2 separate regions of the Sus scrofa genome follow, and region 2 is linked to region 1. The links are chromatin contacts, called in public Hi-C maps. All regions are on one chromosome and are shown on one strand. Each heading gives the region's core, a stretch centred on a gene start, on an enhancer-like site or on the middle of the called end of the contact. The rest is flanking DNA. Distances are from core to core; before and after follow the strand shown. Region 1 has its middle 64 kb from the start of FAM20C. Region 2 holds the start of PDGFA (platelet-derived growth factor subunit A).

Evidence for each region. Hi-C and Micro-C count contacts between places; a contact is called where the count stands out from the background.
Region 2: a Hi-C map of liver shows a contact between it and region 1, with 5 times the contacts expected there. The contact joins the promoter of PDGFA here to the enhancer-like site in region 1. A contact is called at or near these places in 17 of 47 Hi-C or Micro-C datasets (alveolar macrophages, brain, embryonic fibroblasts and 11 more) and 1 of 2 datasets of contacts at active chromatin or transcription factors (skeletal muscle).

What each region holds. Positions count from the first base shown.
Region 1 is chr3:220,121-226,540 of Sscrofa11.1, forward strand. No RefSeq gene overlaps it. Among named protein-coding and RNA genes, the nearest start is that of FAM20C, 64 kb to the left of the region's middle. Within about 2 kb of position 2,586, at least 17 of the 83 cell types and tissues checked have an H3K27ac peak or open chromatin away from gene starts, as enhancers often do. A contact at or near this core is called in liver, where this site is marked.
Region 2 is chr3:318,868-325,287 of Sscrofa11.1, forward strand. PDGFA (platelet-derived growth factor subunit A) reads right to left here and starts at 4,100. Exons shown (of 6, transcript XM_021085925.1): 1 at 3,635-4,100; 2 at 2,581-2,710. The coding sequence starts at 3,736.

The DNA of each region.
Region 1 (6,420 bases), core at 1,336-3,835:
AGCTGGCTTCTGTCCCTGCAGCTGCTTTCCCGGAGGCTACAGGATTTTGGGGGCTAGCCATCTGATGTGCTTTGTCCCACCAGTCCTGCCGCCCCACCGCTCTGCCCACCAGCCAGCTGGCACGTATGGCCAAGCCTCCAAAGGCTCCCAGGAGCGGCCACTGCCCCCAAACAAGCCACTGCCCCCCGGGGCGGTTCAGACAGAGGCTGAGGCCTCAGAAACTGCCTCCAGAGCCCCAGGACCCAGCATCCCGTGTAGCTGCCTGGCTGTAGTCACAGACTCTGGAGTGGACAGTGCGGTGGCGGGGGCCACAGATGGCAGAGACACGAGGGTCTCCCCTGGTTTCGGGGCCTTGGCGGTTGCCTCCCTGTATGTTCTCCTTTCTCAGCCCCAGCACGTGCAGGCTGAGACCTCCTCCTCTTGGAGAGAGGGGTGCCCAGAGAAGGCAGCAGGCCCTACCAGCCCCCTAAGTCCACCTGCTTAGTTAGCAGGAGCCTGGGGTTTCCTTCCACAGAGGCCCCGTCACCAGCTCAGAAGCCCTGTGTTTTTGAAAATGCCCTGACACACACCTCGCGATTCTGGAAGCTTCAGTCGATCGGCAGGAACGAGTAGCGCTTACTAAAACCCCGCGCAGCCTCCCTCATCGAACAAAATTAATCAGTAACAAGTGTGATGCTGTGAAGTCATTTCCCAACACGGTAGCTCGGGGAGCCCTATCTGATCGGCCTGCCTGGAGGCCTCCGGGGTTCTCCTGGTCTGTGTGCGCGCGGCGAGCGCTGCACGAGGCGTGTGTCTGTGGCTGAGTTACGCTCAGGCCTTGTTCTGCTGGACATTCCCCGCTGACCCGGGGAGTATCGCGGCCTCAGACCCTCTCCGTGCGGCAGCTTCTTTGCAACGTCCCTGCTCACTCAGAGGCCACCTCCCTGGAGGGGACCCCGCCCCACCTTCGGAAGGGAATGCCCACCCCTCGGACTCCCACCACCCCCTCCCTCGTGTCCTCACAACATGGGTCGTAATTGGTTTCCTTACTTGGGTGTCACCCCCTGCCAGCAAGACCACACCTGCTTCCTTCCCAGTAAGGCCCAGAGCTCAACAGAGAAGGGCTTGGCTCGAGCCTGTGAACCGGCTGCCTGAGGGGATGCTGGGGGGGTGGCCACGGAGAGCGGCCACAGCGGGGGTCCTGCTGGGTGGACGAGAGGAGGAAAGGAGAGGCTGCGGGGCCTGGGCCCTCCGTGGTGGAGGGGCCACTGCTCTGAGGGCAGAGGGAGAGCCCGTCGCTGGACCGGGCAACGGGGCTTGTCTGGCCGGGTTGCGGCGCCAGGGGCCTGCCCTGGACAAGGGGCGCCCTGGCCGGGGAAGGGCCCGCTCACTGCCCAGCCTGCTGTAAGCGGACAGCTGACCGTCCCGTCGACCTCGCGGCAGCCGAGGGGGGCTGTGAGCCCCGACGCCGGAGATGAACAGCATGGAAATGAGCTCAGAAGTCCCAGGTGTCAGAGCCAGGGTGGGGCCCGGGTGCCATGGCCAAGGTCACAGCCACGACGCTCTCCCCTCCAGTGTACAGAAACGTGTCTTGACAGTGAGGGAGCCGGCCTCAAACCGGCCTCCCGACCTTCCTCCCCACAGCGCAGTGGGAGGCAGGGCGGGACTCCAGGGGTGACCGGCCCCTCGACAGAATCTAGAAGCCGACCCCTGGGCCTCCTGGCTCAGCCTCGGTTTTGGCTTCTTCCTAAGGCGGCAACAGCCCCACCTGCTTCTCCTCCACGGCTGGGAGTCAGGGCTGGGCCGGGAACAGGCCTGATGGGCCAGCGGAGGCCATGTGCCCATCACCTGCGGGCACTGGAGGCCTGAGCAGGGCACACTGGGTGGTCCAGGCCAGGGTCTGCACTGCAGGCTTGGGTGGGAACGGTCCCTGCCGGGTCATTACGGGGCCTCTGGTGGGAAGAGGAGGGTACTTCTTTCTCTAAGTCAGGACACCCGGGGACGGAACCCCCATGCCGCTCCCAGGTCCCCCTCCTGCCCACGAGTCAGTACAGCTCCGTCCTCCTCCTCAGGCAACTGGGCCTGAGCCTCAGCCTTCAGAAGATGCCCTGGATCTGAGCACCACTGCCCGCTGGCCACTCAGCCAACCTCTGTCCTCCCTCTGGGTTAGAACTGCAGCCTCTGGTGCCCCTGGGCCTCAGCCCGAGAGATGCCGGCTGGGTCCCATGGCGCCAGCCCCCATCCAACTGTTCTTTAAATAAACCCTTTATTTTAGGATGTTTTTAGATTTACAGAAAAACTGTGAAGATGGTACAGAGAGTCCCTGAACAGCCGGCGCAGCCTCCCTGTCGGCGGGCACGAGCAGGGGGCCTCTGCCTCGGATAACGAGGCGGCGATGCCGACAGGCTGTCGCTGGGGGGCCGAGACTTCGTCTTCCTGCTGGGCTCCTTGCTAGCTCCAAACCTGCCTGGCGTTTGGAACCCAACCACTGTATTACCTGTTAATTCAGTTGTTTACTTTCTCTTTCAGGCGTGTCCAGGTCCCGCCCTGGGCCAGGAGTGGATCCAGACGCGGGACTCTGAGGTCTGCGGCCGGGTCAGGCGGCTGCAGGTGCCAGCCCAGGTCGGGGGGGCAGGGGGAGGGCGGTGGGGACACACTTGAGCGCTCGTCCAAGGCCCGGCTCTGCCGAGGCATCAGCCGGCCTGGCCTCAGCGCTGACAGCAGACTCAGTGGGGACAAGGTCCAGGGCCGAATCTTCAGGAAGGGCGGGCGTTTTTCCCAGGCTTCCCTGGGGGCTCATTATTGGGGCGGATAACCAACCGCGTTTGCTTCTTGGCCTCTGGGGACAGGCCTGCCGCAGCCCAGCTCACAGAGCTGCTCTCTGGGGAAAAGGCCATTTGAAGTGTGAAAACAGCCACCTGGGCTGGGCCGGGAGGGGCCCAGGCTCACCCCCTCCCTGACGGGGAAGGTCGGGTCGTTTCCCAGGAAAGTGCGGCCATCCCGACGGCTTCAGGGCCAGGAAGCAGCAGCCTGCGAGTTAAGAAGGACACTGGGCCCGGCCTGGCTTCCACAATCCCCCCCAAGCTGTATGAGGCGGTGCAGGCCGGGGATCCCAAGCTGAGGGGTGCGGGGGGGCTTGGGGTGCTGAGGAGGCTGTGCCTTGACCTCTGCCCTGGCGCCCACGCTGCCCGTACACCTGCAGGGTGCCCTTCTCTGGCTCTCAGGGGGGTACCACCTGCAGGGACGGCCCTCGCAGCCTGTCCTGCTTCCGGCCCCGCGTCTAGAGCAGGGGCCTGCCCCATCTGGGGTGGAGGCTCTAACTTGACCGGAGGATTTACTCCGGGGGAGCCCCCTGGACTGGACAGTTCTGGGTTCCAAGTTCATCCTGGGTTCTCTGTCCAACCCCTCTTTGGGGGGTCCCTGACCCCGCAAGTCCCCGACATTTTGTGGTGGGACGAGGATGCTGGGCCCCCAAGGAAGGGAGCAGAGGGCCCACACCTCCCTTGTGGGCCAGGCCCGGTGGGGGCATCAATTGTCCTGAGGGCTGGCACCACGGCCCCGGCCTGGCCGCCCCCTCCCACCGCCGCCGGCCCTCTGAAAGGCCTTTTCATTCCTGTGTGGACAGCGCCACTGGCCGCATCAAAGAGCTTCTATGGAAAGTCATATTTTTCCCCAAACCAGAAAAGTTCAGGCTCAGAGCGCAAACATTCAGTTCATTATTGAGAAACAACAAGTCCTCGGGGTCCCGGTTATCGGATCAAAGCTCAGAAATTAAATCTCCAGAAGAGGAGGCGGCCTGGGATCAGCAGATTTGTGTTTGCTTATTTTTTTCATTCGGCAGCTAAAAAAAGGGACTTGAAATCTGCCTAGCGGTTTGGAAGTCTGGCCGGGGTTTGCGAGCGGCAAGGAGACGGCGCGCTCCGGAGCCCCTGGTTGTGGGGCTGGAAATATTTAGTTGACATGACAATGGAGACAGCTTGGCCGCGTGTCAAGCGCGGGTCTCCGGGAGCGCTCTGGCCCCGCGCCCTCCCTGTCCACACGCGTGCAGACACGTGTGCGCACACAGGTGTCCTCTGCCGTAGGAGCTCACGGGCGCGTCTGCGCCTGGGGACGCACACGTGTGTGCGCACAGGGGCCCTCGGACGGAGGCGCACGCGGGCACACGCACACATGCTTGCTCAGAGCAACCCGCGTGGAGTCCGGAGGCTCAGCTCTGTGCTGTCACCAGGGCCTGACATTGTCCTACGACCTGGAAAAACAGCCCCTGGGACCTCCTGCCCCTCACGCCCATGGGAGGGGGAGCTGTGAGCTGCGCCAGGACCTGCCAAGAGGCTTGTGGGCCCCAAGGGGCAGGGGGGCGGATGGTTTTTTGGGGCCACTCCCTCACGCCGGGAGAATCGATGCCCCAGCACTGCCGGGGCCCCTGCCTCACCACCCGGCAGCCCCGGAGGGAACAAGCCTCCACACAACTACGAGGATGCAGGGGCCCCGCAGGTGGACGCCGGGCATGCTGGGAGCCTCGGACGCGGCCGGAGTCAGGGCCCAGGTGTGGACAGTGTGGGTGCCAGCACACCCCAGGGTGGACGCTTGGCCGCCAAGGGGGCCTTGGGTCTGGTACCCAGTCTCCCCTGCCGGTAGAGTTCTCCCAGAATCCCATCTCCAAGTTGAGCACCAAGCAGCAAATACAGGGAAAGAAATGGAAAACAGCTGGAAATGTAGACAACGTGACTCACTTTTTTTTCCTCAAAAAAAAAAAGATAAAAATAGTGTCACAGACAAGTTCGTTTTCTAGGCAATGTTATTTTAGGCGGCGTGTATTAATGGCATGAGAATTAGTGCAAATTAAGCAATTAGGCTCAGGCTGGCAGCGGGGCTGACAGGCACTGACAGACGCGGGATTCCATGTTCCCGGGCCTCGGGAGTGCGCTGGACGGCTGGGGCGCTGGACGGCCTGGCCTGGACATCCCAGGGACGCTTGTGCTCTGGGCGGCCCAGAGGGGCAGAGCAGGGGCAGAGCAGGCCCCGTGAGCCCCGCCTGGGCAGATCCTCGGGGAAGGAGAGGTGGGCCCAGCCCCCAGAACTCACTCTCCCCCCTGGTTGCCCAGGGGCCAACCTACCCAGCAGGAGACCGGCTCCACGCCCTCCGGAGGAGTTGGCCCGGCTCCGAGAGAGCTGCCGGCCCCTTTCACAGACCAGAAACCCAGGCCCATAAAGGGAACCTGACTCTCTGAGCCGCAGAGCTGGGCACCTGTCTCCCTCACCAGCACACCTTTCCAGGCCTCAGGAGGGACCTGCCAGCCGGGCGGTGAGGGTGGCAGTGTCTGGAGCATGTGCTGGCCGTGGGGTGGCAACCCCTGGAGTCCTTGGGGTGCTTCTGGCTGGGTGCCAGGCACATCTGGTTCGGTGCTGCCACATGGCCCAGGGCGAGCCCCTCCCCAGCTGTTCTCTGTACAGCAGAAGAGGCTCTTGGGGCAGCTGGGAGGGCTCACAGAAGTCATGCATGTACCTGTCTGCACTGCTGTACCCATCGGCACCCCCGTTCCTGTCTGTACCCCTCTGCACCCCCATACCTGTCTGCACTCCTGTGCCTGTCTGCACCCACGTACCTGTCTGCACCCTTGTACCTGCCTGAACTCCTGTACCTGGCACACAGGTGTGCACTAAACGAAAGCATTACCGCAGTAGGCCCAATGTTTGAGGAATGGGGTGCCCTGAAGGGCTCCAGGTTAGGGGTTTTGTGAAGGTCCTGGGGCTGCTGGAGTGACCACACCCTGGACAGCTCAAACAACGGAAATGTATTCAGAAGCCAGAAGTCGAGGTGCTGGCAGGGCTGGCGCCTGAGGCTGAAGCAGCACCTGGTCCAGGCCCCGCTCCGCGCTCCTGGTGGCTGCCGGCATTCTCAGCGCTCCCAGGTGTGTGTGTGTCACTGGATCGCTGCCTCCTTTGTCACGTGGCCTCCTCCTGAGTCCGTCTTCTGATAGGGACACCAGTCACGCGACACAGGGCCGACTCCAGGTCCAGGATGACTTCACCTCCGGGTCCTGACCACATACCGGTGCAGAGACACCCTATTTCTGAATAAGGCCCCGGCTGAAGGCGGAAGATGTGTGTCCCCCTCAAGTCCACACACTCGGTCCCATCCCCCAGCGTGACAGTGTTGGGAGGTGGGGCCTTCGGGGGGATACGCGCGTCCTCATTAGATGAGGCCCTCGCCCCTTCCTGCACATGAGGACACGGTGCCAGCATCGCGGGCTCGCGGGGACTGCACGACTCCTGGCAGCCTGGACGTTCGGAATCCAGCTCGGTTTACTGCCCTTAGTGGACCCGGGCGCGTGGACGTTTGAGCTGCCGGCGGGACGGGCCACGACAGCGCGGCCTTGAGGACAGCCTCCACTCCCCATAGACCCACAGGGGCCCCCGCTGCTCAGACGCACACTGATG
Region 2 (6,420 bases), core at 2,850-5,349, 100 kb after region 1:
TAGACCATGTGATTTTACTTAATTCCCCCGCCACCGCCCCCCTTTTTCAGAGTAGTTTGCAGTGAGAGAAAAATTTTCATTTCACTTAAAATTCTTCCAACCAGCCCCTGCTGCCCTTAGTCACTAAATCCAACAAGTTCATTTGGGATGTCGTTTTATCCAGGCAATAGTAAGTTTTCCGATATGAGTATGTCCTTAGTTAACTCCCACTGGAGTTCCTGCCACAATCCTTGTCCTCTAGGAAGGGACTGCTCTCCGCTGGTCCACACCCAAGCATAGCCACCCAACACCACCTGGCTCCCAGTCCAACGAACCCGGGCCCCTCCCCACCTTTGCCCACCTGGGGCCAGTCCAGCTCAGCAACTGACATTCAAGAGCTTCAAAAGTCTGCTCTGGGAATAAACTGTTGGCTAAAGCTGCTGGGCTCCAGAGCCTGAGGGTGAGCCCCCAAAGAGTCCCCAAGCAGCAGATGTGTCCAAGGCGCGCCTTTTTCTTGGCGCGTGAAAACAGAGAGACACGGGTCTCCTACAGCCACAAAAGCCCAACCTCCGCGGCAGGATGGGGGCAAGTTTGCAGCGATGACAAAGGGGCCCTGCCGGGGTGCACTGGCTCCCCGGAGAGCTCCTGCCCGCCAGGTGCCCAGGGCCTGGGCCGGCTCCCGGTGTTCCTCCAGGCCCGAGGGCAGGCCCCGGGGCCGCACACCTGGCCGGAGCGCCGGCGCCCTCTATGCGGCTGAACTTTCTATGACACACAGCATTTTCCTTAAATGCGAAAACAATCGCTGGGCGAGCGAGCAGCCCTCGGCCGAGGGAGAAAGTGGTGATTGGAAGAGAAACTCCTGACTCATCCGCCTCGGCTTTTATGGCCCGGGATTGGATTCTGACCTTTCGGTGCGCTCCTGCGCGGCGCCCCGGCCCGGCCCGAACGCAGGAGGCGGTGCGGGGCGCACACACCGCCCGCCCGCCCGCGCCCTCCCCGCGCGCCGAGGGAAGGGGCGCGATTTACCTACGGAGTCTATCTCCAGGAGTCGCTGGAGGTCCCGGATGCTGTGGATCTGACTGTGCGCCAGCCTCTCAATTACCTCGCGGGGGATCTCGGCTTCCTGCAAGCAGAGCCACACGGTCAGCGCCCGCGGCCCCAGCCTCGCCGGCTCGCGCCCCTGGCCGCCCAGAACGCCTGGTCCCAGGCCCGAGGTAGCCCCGCCCCAGCCCGTGCGTGCACCTCGCAGGCAGGCCGCCGGACCCCAGCCGGAGCTCTGGAGCCTGAGGCCGAGGGTGGGGCTGGACGAGACCCCAAATTCTCCGTTCCCATCCATGTCTGCCCTCTGCAACAAGAAAGCTCTCCCCATTCTTAAATTTTCCAAAGGGAAGAAAAAAAAAAAAAAAACCCACGCGGGCCCCTCCGCCCAGGGGTGTCAGTTACAGGAGGTCTGGGGGCAGCGAGGGGCCCGAGAGTTTCAGATCCAATGGTGAAATCAACATCGAGGAAGATCAAGTTGAAATGCGTCACGGATCGGCGACGAAAGTCACGGCAGCCCTAACACTTTAATCTAGCCTGGGGCTTAAATTTCACACCCGGAATCTCGGGCCGAACCCGCGGGGGAGAGGGTCTCTCCGTCTGCAAGGCGCGCGCAAACACACTCACACACTCGCCCCACCCCGGGCTACGGCCCAGCCCCGGCCCTAGCGCCGACTAAGACGCCCCAAATCCAACCGCCGCTGGGAGGGGCTGCCAGGGAACGTGAGGCTTAAATCCCCACCTCTGGCAGCTCCCGGTGCCTGCCCAGACCACCCCAACACAGCTGGGCTTCCTCCCCGCTCCTTGCAGATTTTTAAAGGGAGTCGGGGGTCGCTGGGGGGTCTCGAGCACTAAGTTCCCACGTCGAGGGTGTAGAAAGTCATTGATCACGGTGGAGCTCCCGGGGATCGGAATTTGAGACTGGGGGGTGGTGGGGGTGGGGACGCGGTTGGTGGGAGGGCGCGGGCGCCTGGCCCGGCCCCGGCTCGCCTCGCTCAGCCACCTGTAAGCAGGCCCCGGGCGGGCGGGACTGCGCTGGCCCAGCCGCCCCTGCGGGCGTGGGGACCGAGAACTGGGGTCTGCGGCTCCGCGCTGCCCACCCTGCCTGCCGGGGGCTCCCGCCGCAGCTGCCCCTACCTGTTTGTCGGCCGCTCTTCTCCCTTCCCCAGCTCTGCTGGCTCACACACACACACACACACACACACACACACACACCCCCTTCCGCGCTCCCCGCACCCCGATGCTGCATTGTCCGCCGCGCCCCGGGTTTCCCTCCGCGGAGAGGAGCCCGCGCCCCCCGAAGTTTCTCCCCACTCGTCCACCACGCCGCCACTCCGTCCCTCCACGGCAGAGCGACGCAACGCGCTGGAAACTCACCAGACACACTTAGGCATGGCAGAAAATAGAACCCAGTTGAGAAAATTAAAAAATCGACCACCCTAGCAGCAATCAAAATGCGCTCTGCAGAGCCCCAGAGCCTGGGGTGCCTCGGCCCGCAGGCGGCCGCAGGGGGCGTGCGCAGGGGGAGCCGGAGAGAGGACGGGGCGCGGGGGTGGCACCCACCTCGGCCAGGGCATTGGCGAGGTATCCACAGCCGAGGAGCAGCAGACAAGCCCAGGTCCTCATCGCGTCCCGAGGCGCTGGCGGCTCGGCGGGGAGTCGAGGCCGCGGGGCGGGCGCTCCAGCCGGGCTCCTGTGGCGGCGAAATTCAGTACCATCCCTCAGGGAGCGCGGCCCGGAGGAGGGTGGCGCGGAGAGCAGGGAGCCAACGAGCGCGCCCGGCGCGAGCAGCGAGTGCGGAGAGGCAGGCAGCGCCAGCGAGGAGGAGGAGGAGGAGGAGCAGGGAGTGCGCGCTTGCCGCGCCCGCCGCGCCGGGAGCCTCCTGGGCTGCCGGGTAGGGGGTGGGGACGGAAGGGGCGGAGGGCGGGGGTTGGGCCTCTTCCTTGGTGCGTTCCCGGTGCTGGCCGCCGCCGCGCTCGCTCCCCGGCGCTGGCTCTAGGAGCGACCAGGCCGGTAATTCTGCATATTTGCGGGCATCAGCCCCGAAAGGGACCCCGGAGCCAGGCTGGAGCTGCTGCCGCTGCACCACCCATCACCTGTCTGGACGCCCGGCCAGGCCCGGAGCGGGCTCGCGCTCTCCCTGCGGGCTGCGGGCGGCCCTGCGCGCCCACCGCCGGCCCCGCGCTCGCCTCCGGCCTCCTCCCGCCGCCGCCGCCGCCCGACCGGGCACGGCGCGGCCCAGCACGGCGCGGCCCGGCGGCCTGCGTGCGCCCCTCCGCGGCGCGCCCTCGGCTCCGGCGCCGCGCTCCGCCCTCCGCCGGCCCGAGCCGGGCAGCGCCCGCGGCCGCGCCGCCTGGCAGCCGCCGCCGGCCCGGGGCCTTGCCGCGCGGGCCTGAGGGCGGCCGCAGGGCCGGGCCGGCGCCGCCGCTGCTGGCAGGAGAGGAAGAGGAGGAAGGAGGCGCGGGCAGGCCCGGCTTGCCGGAGTTGTGCGGGCTCCGCAGGGCGCGCGTGTGGAGCCGGCCGGCGGCGGGGAGGGGGTTATAGCGCCGCCGCCGCCGCGCCCCTCCCCCGCCCCCTCCCCCTCGCCTCCCCCGTATTCCGGGCCCCGGACCCGCACCTCGGAAGCGCGCGGGGGCCGCACGGGCCGGGCAGGGCCCGGCCGCCGCCGCCGCCGCCGCAGTGAGCACACACACGCGCTCACGCAGGCAGTAAAATCCATCAAGGCCCCGCGCCCCGCTCCGAGCACAGCCGCGGGGGCTTCGCTTGCCGGCCGGGACTGCCCGCGCGCCCCTCCCTCGAGCTTGCCCACCCTCCAGTGCCAGCTGCAGTCCTGCAGCACCGGACGGGGAGGGGAGGAGGCCGCCGCAGAAGCGCCGCCGTCGCCGGCTCGCCTCTCTCGGGCCCCAGCGGCGGCAGAGGGCAGCGCCCAGAGCTGCTACGCCAAAAAGGGCAAAAGCGAGCCGGCCCCCGCCCCCCGCCCTGGCGCTCCGGCCTCTCTCCACGGTTCGGATCCTGGGCCCCTGCCTCCCCTTCTCCATAAAAGGAGGGGGAGGGAATCTTTGGTGAGAGGTGGGGCGGGTTTAGCCGCGCGTCTGGGGCACTCACCTGGCGGCTGCCACGCGCCCCCGCCCAGAATCCGATGCCTGGGGCATCTGAATGGGGAACCTCCACCCACATTCCGAGATGGGAGCGCGCCCGGGTCGGAGCAGGGGGCTGCAGCGGGCCTCGTCCCCACCCTGGGACCCCAAGTCCCCACTCCCTCGTGCAAGGCCGGGCCGCGGCCTGAGCCGGGAACCCGAGGGGAGGAAGGGAACGAAGAGAAAAGAGCCGCTCGTGAGGAACCCCGGAGTCTGAGCCTCCGCGCCAGGATCCGCTGGGCGCACAGAGCGCCACCTCCGGCCGCGGCGCCGCACAGAGCGCGATGCGGGGGCGCGATGCGCGGGAGGCCGAAGCCTGAACAGGGCTGGACGGCTCCCCCGCCACCATAAGGGCGGTGCGCCGGGCTGTGGATTCCGCCTGTCTAGGCCAGGTGGGATCGCACCCCGGCGGCGGCCTCTCGAGGGGGCGGACGAGCCCCGGTACCAGGGCTAGACGGGTGATGGGCTATGCGATCCCGAAGCTAGAGGGCGAGACCCTTTGGAGGCGAGGAGACTTCCGAATGAGTGGGTGGGCGGCCGAAAAAGAAGTCCCTCCCGCCCTGGCCCTCCACCCCCTGCCCCGATCCTGCGGATTAGGCCCTGCCCGCCGCGGCCGCCCTCCCGCCGAAGGCAGTAAAGACGCAACCCTGCGGGCGGTCTTTCATCCTGGTTTGGCGGGCACCGGCTTTTCAAAGGCTGAGTCCGGTGGGCGCTTGGGGTGGGGGGGGGGCGCTAGCCTGCCCCTAAATACGTGGGGGGAAGGGCGAGCCTTTCCACATGCCTCCACACCTGCAGACCCCCCAAACGCACCTGCCTCCCCACTGTAGCCCCACCTGCGACCCCTCTCTCTCAAACGCGCTCTCGGGGAGGCTGGATCAGGGAGGACCCAGGCACACCTGGGGAACACTTGGAAACGTCTAAAAGCACGTGAGGGACAGTGGTCGTCCATCCAGGTGGACCTTACAGACCCCTGGATGGTTTCTGGAAGGGCACTGCCAGGACTCAGACTGGACCCCCAGCGGAGCCCTCTGTGGCTTAACTCAGAGGCTTGAGCCTCAGATTCCTTTCGGGCAGAGGGGATGCGGGGACATTGCTTTGGGGTTAAAGGACTCGCTTTGACAGCGGGTGTGGGGATGAGGGAGGAAAGGTCACCTTTATTGCAGGGTGGGGGCGGGGCCTTCCCTCCTCTCTGTAGAGGCTCGCTGAGTCCTGGGGGGCTGCCACCCAGAGCAAACCTTCCCGAGTGATTCCCTCTGGGTCTCTTCTCCGCCTGGCACTTCAAGGGCTCCCAGTTCAAGTGCGGGGCGGAGGGAACGATCTGGGGACGGGGAAGGGGGGCGCCTGCTACGGGAACTCGGGCCGAAGCTTGGCGGGGAGCCGGGCAGCTTGGGTGCATCCTCGGTCCAGGGCTGAGATCTGTGGGGGGCGGCGCAGGCATCCCTCTAATCGCTGGCCGCTATTAAAAATAAAACCGCGGCGCGTCGTCGTCATAGCGACCACGGCAACAGTGGCAGCGCGAGGGTGGCACAAACTTGTACAGCCGCCTTTGGGGAAGACTGGGGCGCTCGCATATCAAGGCTCTCCCTGAGGGTGCACAGGGGCCTCCCCCCACCCCGACCCAGCCCGCCCCACCCTCCCGGTCCTCGGAAGAAACTGGCAGAAGCAGATCCCTAGAGGCTGTTTCAGAGACCTTGGACCGACTTGACCGAGAGGGCACCAACTTGGATGAGAACCCACGACCGCGGACTCGCTACAGAGCCCCGGTCCCTCTCGCCAAACCTCCTCCCCCTTTCAGACCCCAGCGTCCTCATCTCTGGAGAGGGGGCTAACGGAGGAGGCGGTTTGGGATGCTCCGCGGGAGAGGGGACCCTTCATCCGTCTGGAGGCCAGGCGCACGGCGGCTCCAGCACCCGCCCAGCCTTCCTGTCGGCGATTCTTGCCGCTCAGGCGTGGTCACATGCTTCTTTGTGCCCAGGAATCGAGTTTCACTTCCAGCCGCTATTAGGCGGTTCACACGGTTCACTGCAAACATTTGATAAAGAGGCTAAATATACATCGTAGTCGGAGGAGGCGTGGGCGGCCGTGCCGAGCGCGTGGGCGCGGCGCTCCAGGCTCCGCTGGGCATCCCCGCCCAGGCCCGGAGGCCCGCTCAGACCCCTAACAAATCCCCCCCCCCCCCGCCCCTCGCGCCACCCCGCCTCCGACAATTCCGACCCCAGGCCGAGGAACCGCCTGCCCGGCCAGCCAGAGGGCCCCGGCGGAAGAA